Regions from separate parts of the Mus musculus genome. Here region 2 is linked to region 1. Evidence: chromatin contacts called from public HiChIP or PLAC-seq data. All regions are on one chromosome and are shown on one strand. The core of a region is the stretch at or near the end of the contact, and the rest is flanking DNA. Distances in the headings are between cores, read along the strand shown. Region 1 overlaps Gm33449 (a long non-coding RNA gene). Region 2 has its middle 14 kb from the start of 1700018A23Rik.

What was found. HiChIP or PLAC-seq counts read pairs in DNA pulled down with a chosen protein or histone mark.
Region 2: a contact with region 1 is called in an H3K27ac HiChIP or PLAC-seq map of SST interneurons, with 2.9 times the contacts expected there. The contact joins two enhancer-like sites. A contact is called at or near these places in 4 of 484 Hi-C or Micro-C datasets (cerebral cortex, embryonic stem cells, palatal mesenchyme and 1 more) and 1 of 115 datasets of contacts at active chromatin or transcription factors (SST interneurons).

Annotation. Positions count from the first base shown.
Region 1 is chr6:126,563,070-126,565,769 of GRCm38.p6, reverse strand. Gm33449 (a long non-coding RNA gene) reads left to right here. Exons shown (of 2, transcript XR_378038.3): 2 at 1-1,731. Among named protein-coding and RNA genes, the nearest start is that of Gm33320, 5.8 kb to the right of the region's middle. Within about 2 kb of position 1,254, at least 19 of the 459 cell types and tissues checked have an H3K27ac peak or open chromatin away from gene starts, as enhancers often do. A contact at or near this core is called in SST interneurons, where this site is marked.
Region 2 is chr6:126,806,918-126,809,617 of GRCm38.p6, reverse strand. It overlaps the pseudogene Gm29788. Among named protein-coding and RNA genes, the nearest start is that of 1700018A23Rik, 14 kb to the left of the region's middle. Within about 2 kb of position 1,382, at least 17 of the 459 cell types and tissues checked have an H3K27ac peak or open chromatin away from gene starts, as enhancers often do. A contact at or near this core is called in SST interneurons, where this site is marked.

The DNA.
Region 1 (2,700 bases), core at 5-2,504:
TGTGGAAACTTCCAGTGCCACAGAGGCGGGAGCATGAGCTTGCAAAGCCTTCTCTGCAGTCGCTGCCGCAGGGACAGCTCTGTTGGCCCAAGCTCAGGTCAGAACAGGCACCAGGGATGGAGAAGCTAGGTTCCCTGAGGGAGAAAGGCCAGTCAGTGCAGAGGAAATGGCTCTGTGGCAGGATAGAGTGGCCTTGCTCAGTGGGAGCCCCTAACCATATGACTAGGTACCTATTACCACTCTATCATCTGGGAACAAAAGCTGCTCCTGACTCTAGAGGCAGCGACCAAGAAGTGAGGGCTCTCTGGGTCTGTGACAAATTATGTCATTGTCCTTGACCTAACAGTGAAGTCACCTACCTCTCAGCCACTAAGTGGCAGAAACGTGCCTGACTAGGCCCTCCATTCTCAGGACATCTGACCTCTCTGCCACTTTGACCTTCACGAGAGCCCAGCTGCCTGCACTCACCCAGGCTATCTGCCGAGGTCCCTGTCCTTGGCCTCTGCTGAGCCCTGCCCCCTTCCACATCTGAATGAGCTAGGGTCTGAGGGATACCGCGCTGGAAGAGAGACCAGCCTGAAGCTTTTCCCTTTAGGTCTGAGTTAGTCCTCCCAAACCCTTGAAAGGGAGCAGCTGAGGGCATATTTTACTTCAGGCACACAGTCTAGTTTTCTTTATACCCACCCTTGTCATTTCTGGACAGTGGAGCAGCCAGAATTGAATCTCTAGGAGCTGGGAGAAAGGGTATAGAGGTGACTTCCAAAGAGCAATAGAGACTAGAACTCCCCGAGTGTGGCAGATTGCAGAGAGCTGGGTGACAGCATCGCCCTCCCCCTCTACCTCCACCTCCAGAGATGAGGTAAGGGGCCTTCCCAGATGCTAGCTCCTTCCATCCCATCTGAGGGAATGAAGGGCCTGAATGTGCTCAGGTCCCTGGTCAGATTAGAGATTGACTTCGAGCATTAAAAGAGGTAAGACGTTTGGCAGTCAGTGGTGTTTGTATGTTTCAACCTCCCCCGGTGTTCAACTGCCACCTCTAAGTCTCAGACTTCATGCCTTCCCAAATCCCTAGTCTCACGGTGGGCAGAAGCCAGACGGCCTGCCTGGGTTGCAATCCCAGCCCAGTCACATTCCAGTGGAGTGCCTATCAGCTGGTTAACTAGCCATTCTTATTCTCAGTCCCTTGACCTATAAATGCAGCATCACTGTGTTCATCGCCTGCCTTGAGATGCCTGAGGGACCAGCTGAAGTGAGACAAGGACACAGGCACCCAGGACAGTTCACTGGCCCAGCCAGACAACACATGCTACTAATCCACGCCTCAGCAGCTTCCTGGTTGGTTATCCTGCCTCCTTCTGTAGGAAGCAGCAACGTGTAGGAGCTGACTCAACACTACCTCTCCATTTTGGTGACATTGCTTGGAATCAAAACATGGAGAGGGCTTCAGTGCTTTGGTTAGGGGATCCCGCTGCCTCAACAACAGAATATGTAAGGCTCACTTCAGCGCCCAACACACTTAGGGTTAGGACCCAAGATGTCCATTTCATAACCCCACCCCACCCCTGCCCCATTTAGTACCTATGTAGCAGTCCCTGAGCTGGACGGATATTGGCAGAGCAATTTAACATTTCCCTCAGCCTGATGCCCAAGGTGCCTTTGCAGCTAGGGCGACAGAGCGGCTGGTGTTGCCTTGAAAATATGGGACACATCTGCCCCCTCGTGGCAGGGTCAGGAACGACGACAGCTACTTCCTGCTAGGCTTGGCAGCCTGGTGGCCAGACTTGAAGACTGACTTTGGGTCACCAAGGGTTGCAGATCCAAGCTGAGCCACAAGGTGGGGGCACACTCCAGGCCTTAGTCTTGAATTTCACCCACTTAATTATTTGCTTATTTTCTTTTCACTCAGCAAATATGGAGTGCCTACATGTGAGAGTATGGCTCCAAGCAGCAGGGATGTAGCTGTGGCTAAGAGAGCCACTTGACACCCACCTCTTCACTAAGATGTGAAATCTGGTGATTGCACACACAGAAGCACCTCCCAAAGAGCCGAGAACCAGGCAAGAGACCACAGGGTGATGTAGCTGCTCCTGTCTTGGGTTCTAGGAGTTAAAGAGGTAGCTGTACTCTCATTAGGCACCAAACACACATAAACTCAAAACGTCAGGCATTCTCCCCACACATTTGTTAGACCACCTATGATCAAGAGCAAAAAGGCTAGCAAGCATGGCTGAGGATCTGAGAAGGCAGAGGCCAGACACTGTTGGTGGGAACATGGATATGCTTGTGGATATGCAGTGTTTTGTTTTTAAAAACAAGTTAAAAACAGATCTACATTATCCCAGTCCAGGGTCATGCCTGTGTCCAAAGGAAATGAAGTTAGCATGTTGAAGAACCACTTGCCCAAGGTGTTCCTTTTAACTCTGTGCAGTGTAGCAAGACCTAGAATCATTATAGTGTCTATTGAAAAGGGTAAAGTGTGTGTGTGTGTGTGTGTGTGTGTGTGTGAGAGAGAGAGAGAGAGAGAGAGAGAGGTGGAGAGAGAGAGAGAAAGAGAGAGAGAGAAAGAGAGAGAGAGAGAGAGTCCATTTACATTGGATACCTAAAGTTTTCCTCCCATGTACAGAATGTGGAGCAGGCTGGAGGTGGGACTGGCAACAATATTTTAGTGAGTTCTGAGTGTGAAACAGGATGGAGAGGCCT
Region 2 (2,700 bases), core at 133-2,632, 240 kb before region 1:
TTTTTTTTTATTTTATTATCTAAAATTTTAGACCTAATGATGTTGAACATCTTTTTATGTACTCATTACTCATTTGCATGTCTTTTTCCAGGAGTGTCTACTTGAGCATATTATTTTTTGTTATTGAATTGCAACTTCCATTCTTCCTTCCTTCCCCGCCCCTCCACTCCCCCTCCCTCCTTGAGCTGGCTTCCAGAACTGAGTAAAAACCTGCGGGAGGGGAGGAGAAACGGAGTAGGTTCAGCAGCCCCTGCTCTGCTTCCTGGTCTGTGGCGTGTGGGAGTCCCAGTCACTTGTCCCTGCTGTCACAACCTCTGCTGTGCCCTGCCATGATGGACGGACCCTCCTGGACCCTGAGCACAGATGAACCTTGCTTCCCCTAAGTCGCCTCTGCTGGATACCTTGTCATATCAGTGAGAAAGGTTTGTAATACAACCAGAGGCTCCACAAAGGTGGATATTAAAAATACAAAATCGGGCTGGCGAGATGGCTCAGTGGTTAAGAGCACTGACTGCTCTTCCGAAGGTCCTGAGTTCAATTCCCAGCAACCACATGGTGGCTCACAACCATCCGTAATGAGATCTGATGCCTTCTTCTGGAGTGTCTGAAGACAGCTATGGTACTTACATATAATAAAATAAATAAATCTAAAAAAAAAAATACAAAATCGACAACCATTTTAATTTTTAAGCGTGGATTGAGATTTCCTTCCAGAGTGGCAGATCGCTGAAGCATCTTTCTCTTCCAAAACAAAACCATCTGCCTGGAGAAAATGATACACCAGGCAACATTTTCAGCAATCGTCTCAAGGATACACAGCAAATGGAGAATCATCCTGGCAAGAACATTTTCTAAATCTCAATCTCAACAAGGCTCAGTGGGAGTCTGTGGCATATGAGCGGCTGTTTTCTCCGTGTGCCCTGCCCCCGCCCCCGCCCCCTAGTTCTAGAGAATAGTCTATGCCAAGTTCTCTACTCTGGGTAGGATGTTCAAGGGGGTCTTGCCACTGCATTTCCCATAGGGCTGTGGTTTCACCCCTGGGAAGGGCAAGCCAACAGCAATCAGCCGCCTTCCCCACCCACACCCATCACTGAGATTCAAGTCCTCCACCTGTGGAGGCAGCAGAAGCAGCTGTGATTCCCACTCTCCTCACCTCCTCCTTCCTCCATCCCCTGATGCTCTCCACCTCACTCCTGCTCTGAGGTTTCAACTCCAACTGCACCAGACCCAGAATGCAGGGTTGCAGCTGTCTCTTGCCCAGATTGCTTACACAGAGGAAGTTCTATCCTGGAACGCTAATATCCGGAGGAAGCCCAGGCTCTACTTCCTACCTCCCACCTTCCTGTCCTTTGTGTCTGCTTATAGAATCACGTGTCACACTAGCTCAGGAAGAAAATGAGCTGCTCCCTATACCCCTGACCACTGAGTACAGAGGAGGAAGCTCCGTCCAGAAAGTAATTCAAGGCAAAAATCTTCCCTGATCTTTCTAAGGAACTAGCCTTATTTGGAACGGTTTTTAAATCAGGGTCTCTTTCTGTAGCTCTCTGGCTGTCTACTCTCTGTGTAGGCTGGGACTTCTCGGAACTCACAGAGATCCATTGGTCTCTGCCTCCCCAGGGCTGAGATTAAAGGTGTGTGCTGTCATTCCCAGCTAACCATGCATTCTTGGTGGAGAATTTCAGAGGAAACTCAAAGCTCATGATATAACCAGTAGCCTGCACAATGCGGAACATTCAGACATTTAACAGAAGCTGGGAAGACACACAAAGAATCCCATGGTATCATATGCCTGCCATGTTGGTTTGCAAGCAACTGGCCTGGACCCACTCAGGAGCAAACAGATGACCCCAAGAGAAAGACTGAGAGCCATTTCTTAGCCTATACACAAACCCATCAAAGGGCAGCAGAAACCTCCGGGTACTCAGGCCATCACCCTAACTTCTGAGTAGTGTGACTAGTAAGCCACTCCGACCCAGGTCAACTTCTAGGATGCTAGGCTTAAAAGAGCAAAGCCGCCCGGCATGGTGGCGCACGCCTTTAATCCCAGCACTGGGGAGGCAGAGGCAGGCGGATTTCTGAGTTTGAGGCCAGCCTGGTCTACAAAGTGAGTTCCAGGACAGCCAGGGCTATACAGAGAAACTCTGTTTTGGAAAATAAATAAATAAATAAATAAATAAATAAAACAAACAAAAAAAAGAACAAAGCCATGTGCCATAATTTCTTCAGATTGTACTTTAAAAAATCTTTCACTCAATCTTCCAACCTTCACATTTCCGGTTTGCTTTGGAGACCCTAATTAAAGTCAGATGTCACTTAATGATAGGCTGAGTTCTGGGGAAGGTAATATTAAGACATTTTTGTCATAGTACAAACACAAAGTGTGTTTACATAAACTAAGACAGCTGAGACATCATTGGGCGGCCTAATGTTATGGGAGCCATGTTTGTACATGTGGTCTCTCATAGACTGAGCACTTTCATGTGGCTTTTTACACTTTATATATGAGAAATGAGAACATTCCAGTAAAGGAGTTTGCTCATGAGCTGGAGAGATGGCTCAGCATTTAAGAGCCAGATTTTGTTCTCAGCATCTATGCTGACATTCACAACCATCTCTAACTCCATTTCCGGGGATCTGACACCCTCTGCTGGCCTCTGCAGGTACTGCGTGAATACGGTACACATACATAGTTGCAGGCAA